2 separate regions of the Mus musculus genome follow, and region 1 is linked to region 2. A link is a contact called in public promoter capture Hi-C data. All regions are on one chromosome and are shown on one strand. The core of a region is the stretch at or near the end of the contact, and the rest is flanking DNA. Distances in the headings are between cores, read along the strand shown.

Region 1 (3,589 bases), core at 128-2,627, 1.3 Mb after region 2:
ACACAGTGGGTTAGAGCCCAAACCATCTAGTTCAAACCTTAAGTACTTTGCCTCTGCTGGTCCCCCACCCCCACCCCATACCCACTTGTCTATCACGTCCTATTATGTCTAGCTTGTAATTTTGTATCACGACATTGACTTGGGCTATCAAAGCACACTTTTCTAGTTCCCCTGTTTACCCTTTTCACATCAACCACACAAAAAGGAAAGGACGATTTCATTTCACGATTTCATTTCACTGGCAGGAAGGTTCCTTTCCAACAACCGATACCTGCCTGTATCTTCTTCCTTGTCTGCTCACAACTGAACTTATGCTCATGTTTGCTATAAACTCTTCTCTGCATATGGCTGTCTTCCCTTAAACACTGGGAGCCTTTTGTGAACAGGAATCAACATAAATACAGTTCCTGGCATAAATACACTTAATAAATATCCATCAAACACACTTTATCTGGTTTCTATCTTAGTATGTTTTAAGATCTATATTTTGCTGGGTGTGCATCTCTCCAATCCTGGCACTAGGACAAATGAGATGGGAGGTAGGTGATTGTTTGAGGGAAGCTTGGGCTCCCTAGCAAGACACTATCTAAAGTAAAATACTTATTTTTTAGATCCTTATTTACCTTCAAGAAGGTAAATAAAAAGTTTATTTCTGGGTCCTTAAGATCACTATGTATCATAGTTTTCTCCATGTGGGTTATGCGAGTTGTTAACAGAGGATGTCATGTCCTAGCTCCTAAGATAAAGGCCGAAGATCTGACTTGTCATTTCAAGTTGTACACTCATCTCCGTTTAAATAACATGTTTGCTATGTTTTGTTGTTGTTGTATGTTGTTTGTTTTCTTTTGTTTTGAATGTTTGCAAATAGATAAGTCTACAGCATTGGTTTTGAAGTCGGGCTGCGTCATCCAACCTCACCTCACCCCCACTTGCCTCAATGTTAGATAATACTTGTTAAAGGAATACAGCTATAAATTACGCGGACGTTTATACACGGAAGGAACATGGCAGCAGTGAGAACAAGATCACCAAAGTGCATTTAACGACCTATAAAAATAATGCTTCGTGTGATTCAAACGTTGCCTCCCAGTTTGCAACTAGCGGAAACCCACAGCTGGGTAGTTTGTCCCACCCTGCTTTAGTAAATCAAGCCCGGGAGACTTCTTCGCAGTTATCAGTAAAAACAAATTCTCACATAGGAAAACTTCTCAGTTTCCTCCCACTTGCCAAGCCAGCCTCCTGCCCTGATTTCATTTTCTAGCAATTCCCCCCTGCCTTCTTGCTAAACCCGAGATGGACTGCTGACCTCTTTGCAAGAGGTGCGAATGATGCCAGAGCTCTGCGGCTCTCCAAAGCTCCTCCTCCCCAGAGGTCGACAGTCCTTCCTTCGGACGCAGAGGTTGGGAAGCAGGACAGGGGACACTGCTGGGGTGCACTCCGAGAGGAGCAAGCAGAACCCTGGGTGCCGAAGAGGCCGCGTGGGGGACCGGCGTGCCCGTGCCATGCGGAGCGTGGACTCCCGCGGCCACCCCGCAGCTGCAGCCCCGGCCCCCGGCTCTGCTCCGCGGCTGGGCTGCCCCGCGCGGGCCGCTGTCCACAGTGGGAGGTGCTGAAAGCAGGGCGCGGGGGCGGCGGGCCGGCCGTCTGCTCCGAGCGCCCCCCTCCGCGCCGCGCCGCTCCTCCGGCCCTCCCCTCCTCCATCAGCCATGTTCCGCGCGCGGGGAGGGCTGGGGGAAGGGGCGAGAGCCGGGGGCCGGCGGCGAGGAGAGCCGCCTCTGCCTCGGGGAAGGAGGGGATGAGAGCTGGGGGGAGCAGCGCGACGAGGAGGCGGCGGCGGCCGGCGAGGAACCCGCGCTGGGTTCTGCGGTAGGACTCCCGGGAGCCACCATCATGGTGAAGAGGAAGAGCTCCGAGGGCCAGGAGCAGGACGGCGGCCGCGGCATCCCTCTGCCCATCCAGACCTTCCTGTGGCGGCAAACCAGGTGAGGGGCGCGGGGCAAGAGGTGGCGCTCGGGGGGTCGCCGGGTCGTCGCCACCGCAACCAACCCCGCCACTGAGGCCGTGCCGCAGCCTGCAGCTAGCAACGTCTCTAGGGTGGAAAGACAGCCCTCTGCACCCACTTAAAAGCACGCATGAAAAAATATAGATAGATCTCACTGAAGTTTGACAACAAGCAGATTGTCAGTTTTCTAATAAATATATACATTATTGAGGAGGTAGGGATGGGAGGGCAGAGAGCCTGGGCAGAGGGGGCGGGGAGCTAGGAAGGTAATTGGGACTGAACCAGCTTGCGCCTCCAATTCCCCCTCCATCTCCTGCTGTAATCCTTGCCTGGTGACCTGTTGTTTTCTAGCTTGTTTGGCATGTCTGCTGTGCCCACTTGTTAACCATGTTTGCTTGGATACAGCCAGCCTCGTCTTCATGGTTAAAGCCCCTGGGCAAAATGATTTTTGATAGATTTCTTTCACCTGGCCAGGCCTGACACCCCGGCCAATAAACAGTAAAGGGCTTTCTCGTTATTTTAGAAATTGAGTACATATAAAAATAAGACGCTGGGAATTATGACCCACATCCGAGCTCATTTTTCAGTTTGAAAGATAACTGCATGCACGGGGAATGCACCAATTCTGACCATGGACGATTTAGAATTTTAATAGTTAAGAAAAAAGTCTTCAAAATAAGAGCGGCATGGGAAATTATGAAGAGCAAAGTCTTTTTCGTGTGTGTAATTAATGTGTAATAGCAAATGTTGTCAGCTATCCAATATCTGCTCATCAACAAGCGATACAGAAGCATGAAGTCTGAGTTTCATACCGCCATGCCCTAGTCATTGAAAAATATGTCATAGAGATGCCTTAAAAATAGTTTTGCTCATGTTTATAACAAAAACCTTTACTAATTTTTCAGTGCATTTTTGAGGCCTAAACTGGGGAAGCAATATGAAGCCTCTTGTGTGGTATGTGATTCTCACCATTTAATGATTATTTCCATATTCTCTCTGTATGATAATTTACCCCGAGGAAAGACTGAATCCTATTAACGCCAAAAGTTACTTCAACTGACAAATATCAGTGAGCATTTACCATGTACCAGACATAGTTCCATCCTGTTGGGGTAGGGCAAAGACATAAACAAAGCCCAGAGTTTACACACTAGCAGGAGGCAGAAAGAACACAGACGACTAGATACATAAAATACTTAATAAGATAGATGGTGAGACACACTGTGGAGAAAAGTAACAAAGTATATCAGAAGAGATGTGGTAAGGGGGTTATTTCATAGACAATGATTAGATAAGGCTTAATTGTTAATGTGATGCATGGGCAAAGACACAAGGTGTACAGGAAGACATCCCATATTGAGAGGAGAGCCAAGGAAACCACAAAGGACCTTAGCATCAAATGTGAATAAGTGTGAATCAAGTGTGAATAAGCCAGTGTAATGGGAGTTATTGATGGAGCAGTAGAAGAGAAGGTGGAGAGAGAAGAACTAGGCTCAGGAGGGCCTTTTAGGGAAGATTAAAAATCAAATAGTTAGTCAACAAAACAGGGACAATTATGTGCTGGTTATTCATGCAGTGAATGACTGT
Region 2 (3,646 bases), core at 30-2,529:
ATTAGTCACTAACATACACACACAGAAGATAGCATGTGCAGCAAGAAAATATTTATTCACTCATTTATTCATTTATTTACTTACTTACTCACTTATTTACATGTTATCCATTCATTCTTTTTTTTTTTTTTTTTTTTTTTTTTTTTGAGATAGGGTCTCTATGAGTCATGGCTATTCCAGAATTCTGTAGACCAGATCAGCATCAATTCATAGAGATCCACAAACCTTTGCACCCCCCCCCCCAAGGACTAGGATTAAAGGCATCACAACCATACTTGTCAGAATTGGCATTCTTAGTGTTTTTTGGTGTTGCCTTTTAAACTACTGTTTGTTTTTTGTTATTGTTGTTATCTTAGCATCCAAACACACATGCATAAACATGAATGAATTCTGTACGTGTTTATTCTAGAATTTCTTATAGATTTAGTAAAAGCATTCACTTTCATAGGCAAAGGACATTCGATGGTATCTATGATAAGATCTTTGATGAAAAACATATTCATGTTGTGCCAACAATGTATACAGAATAAAATAAGACTTCCTGTTGTATGATCTGTGATTTTTTTCATCAACATTTGAAAAGTATCCAGTTAAAGGAAAACTGAATGGGATGGAAAAAATGTATGGGAAACTTCATCTTTTTTTTTTTATTAGTCAAGAAAGTTCAGAAGTCAAGAAAACAACAGAGAGGGATCATTTGTTTGCTAAGCTTGGCAATAAAAGCGTCAGATACTGGGCCCTAAGGCACATTTAGGGATTTATACCTTTTGCCAGTAAGTGCTGCCCATTTCAGCGGTGTATCCTGTCCCCCTAGGCTGTAAGAGGTGTCTTGCACATGCATTCTCCTGCAGAAGCATCTTGCCAAGAGATTCTGCATCCTGCCCTGTACCACATGTGCCTGTGTGGCAGGAGACAGAGACTAAAGCATCTGCCCCCCCCCCAAGCAGAGCAGAGAGATACCCCCCCAAGCAGAGCAGAGAGATACCCCCCCCAAGCAGAGCAGAGAGATGATACCCCCCCCCCCTTAGCTTTCTGTCCACCTGCCAATCTAAGAACCATCCGTGAGAGCATTCCAAACGCAAGGCTCAGAAACGAAAGTTATTCTCGGCAATACTCACAGCAGCCTTTTCACCTCCTGCTTCACAAGCCTCCTTTCCATGACGGAAGGCTGTGGCTGAGCAGGTATCTGCAGCTTGACATCCACCGATAGCCTTTAGGAAGAGCAGTTTCTGCAAGCCCAGAAACTACAGCAGCAAATCAGAGGGGATGTGGATTAGGGATGCTGTTGCTACAAATACCAGTCATGGAGTTTGAGGCTGTGGAAGGGATCCAAGACCATCCAGAATTCAGACCTCTTACCCAGCAAGTTCTAGGCAGAAAGTGATCTGGAGGCTAGCCCTGAACCTTGTGCCCATCTGAGATATCATTCCTTTCGAGTTTTAATTAAAAAATAAGCTTAGTAACTAACTTATTTTTGCCTGTGCATATGAGTGTAGGTGTGCATGAACCATGGCACATGTGTGGCTGTCGAAGGACAAGTGTCAGAGGGCAAGGGTCAAGGGATATCATGTGGGATCCAGGGATAGAACGCAGGTCCTGAGGTCTGAGTTTAAGTAGTTTGACCTGCTGAGCTGTCTCACTTGCCCTCTTTCAAGTTTTTCTGACACTCAGTGTGTGTGCAGCCTCACAGTTCTCAACCTTGTAAAACAGAGATGGTTCCTGAAGCAATTGGCAAGGCTCTTTGGGCAGAACCACCCTAACATGTTGACTTGTGATCTGAACGCATTGGAAGTGTCCTGTGTGGGGGTCAACTTGGTGACTCCCAGTGTGTTCACGACAGAGTAACAGCTCATGATGGAACTAATCCATATCCCCATAGCTGGGAGGTCATTTGACAGTTCACACAATAGGGGCAAATGTCTTCCTTCAGTGCCATCCTTTATTTTGAACTGGAAATCAAAGGCAAGGTTATGGGATCAAAGGCTGAAATGTGTCTGAAATGGCACACACAAATTGTTACTAATAAATGAAGGAACTCAGCAACAAATATGACTATAAACTAAATCTGTCAGCATCATTTATATTAATTTAGAAAGATTTGGAGCACTTTGTGATGGCTAGTTTGATGAATCATCGTAGCTGAATTACTATTATTAATATTTGGGCAAATGATATTCTGATGTTTTTATAAAATTGTTTTTTGGATGAGATGAAACATTTAAATGAAATAAACATGTAAACATTACGTTTTAAACTATACATTAAAGGAAAGTATATGTCCCTCCATGATTTGAGTAGCCTTACCTAACTTGTTGAAAGCCTTGAATGAACAAGAGTTGACATTTTCCTAGCAAGAAGGAAGTCTACCAGCAGACAGCTCAGACGCTAACTGCCACTCTTGCTGTGGTCTCCAGGCTGTGTATCTCTGCCATCAAATTCAGAATGACCAAGCATTGATCATTCTACACTCATGGGAACCAGTTTTGCTTTGGTTTTAAATCACTCTCAGTCTGTCTCTTTCCTACTTGTGATAGTTCCGTAGCTGTCTTAGTAAAGATTACACCTGTACACACACACACACACACACACACACACACACACACACACTCACACACACATATTCTCACAAACACACACATATGCACACACACATAAATACATATACTCTTCACACACACATATACACATATATACACACATGTAAACATACATATATTCACTCTCACACACATATATACATACATACACAAACACACACACATGCACATATATTCTCACACACATACACATATATACACACATACATACACTCACTCTCACACATACACATACACACTCACACACACATATACATACATACATACACAAACTCACACACATGCACACACACATACATATACTCTCACACACATATACACACACATATATATACACTACACATACATACACTCACTCTCACACATACATATACACACTCACACACACGCACACACACACACACATATATATACATACATACACACACAAATGCACACACACATACATATACTTTCTCACACATAACACACACACACACACATATATATATATTACATACACATACACTCACTCTCACACATACATATACACACTCACACACACACACACATATATATATACATACATACACACAAATGCACACACATGCACACACACACAAATGCATACACATGCACACACACAGTGCAAACACATGCATGTCTTGCGCGCGCTCAACAGGCCAGGAAGAACGACGCTGCTACAGGATCCTTCTGCACACGTTTATTCAGTCCTGTTTCTTCTTGTTTATATCTCCCTTGTTTTTATATCTCCCTTGTTTATATATCTCCCTTGTTTTTATATCTCCCCCACTAATAGTAATCCTCTCTCGAATAATAATCCTCCCTCTAACCCGGGCCTCTCACTCTTATATACTCTCAGTTCCCATCCACGCACAGCAGGCCACGCCACTTCACCAGGCACGCAGCTTCAGCTAATCAGGGCATCAGGGGCAAATCTCCACCAAATTGGATTCACCTGTATCCTGGTACACCTGCGCAGCACTCAAGATGTTTGTGTCTTGTATGAGGAAGTCAGGTGCAAGTCATATGACTTAGCTACAGTCTCT

What was found. Promoter capture Hi-C pulls out the DNA fragments that hold promoters and counts their contacts.
Region 1: a promoter capture Hi-C map of hippocampal neurons shows a contact between it and region 2, with 3 times the contacts expected there. The contact joins the promoter of Unc80 here to the promoter of D630023F18Rik in region 2.

What each region holds. Positions count from the first base shown.
Region 1 is chr1:66,466,557-66,470,145 of GRCm38.p6, forward strand. Unc80 (unc-80, NALCN activator) reads left to right here and starts at 1,378. Exons shown (of 65, transcript NM_001368824.1): 1 at 1,378-1,982; 2 at 2,908-2,956. The coding sequence starts at 1,891.
Region 2 is chr1:65,121,935-65,125,580 of GRCm38.p6, forward strand. D630023F18Rik (RIKEN cDNA D630023F18 gene) reads right to left here and starts at 1,280. Exons shown (of 8, transcript NM_001285882.1): 1 at 1,119-1,280. The coding sequence starts at 1,159.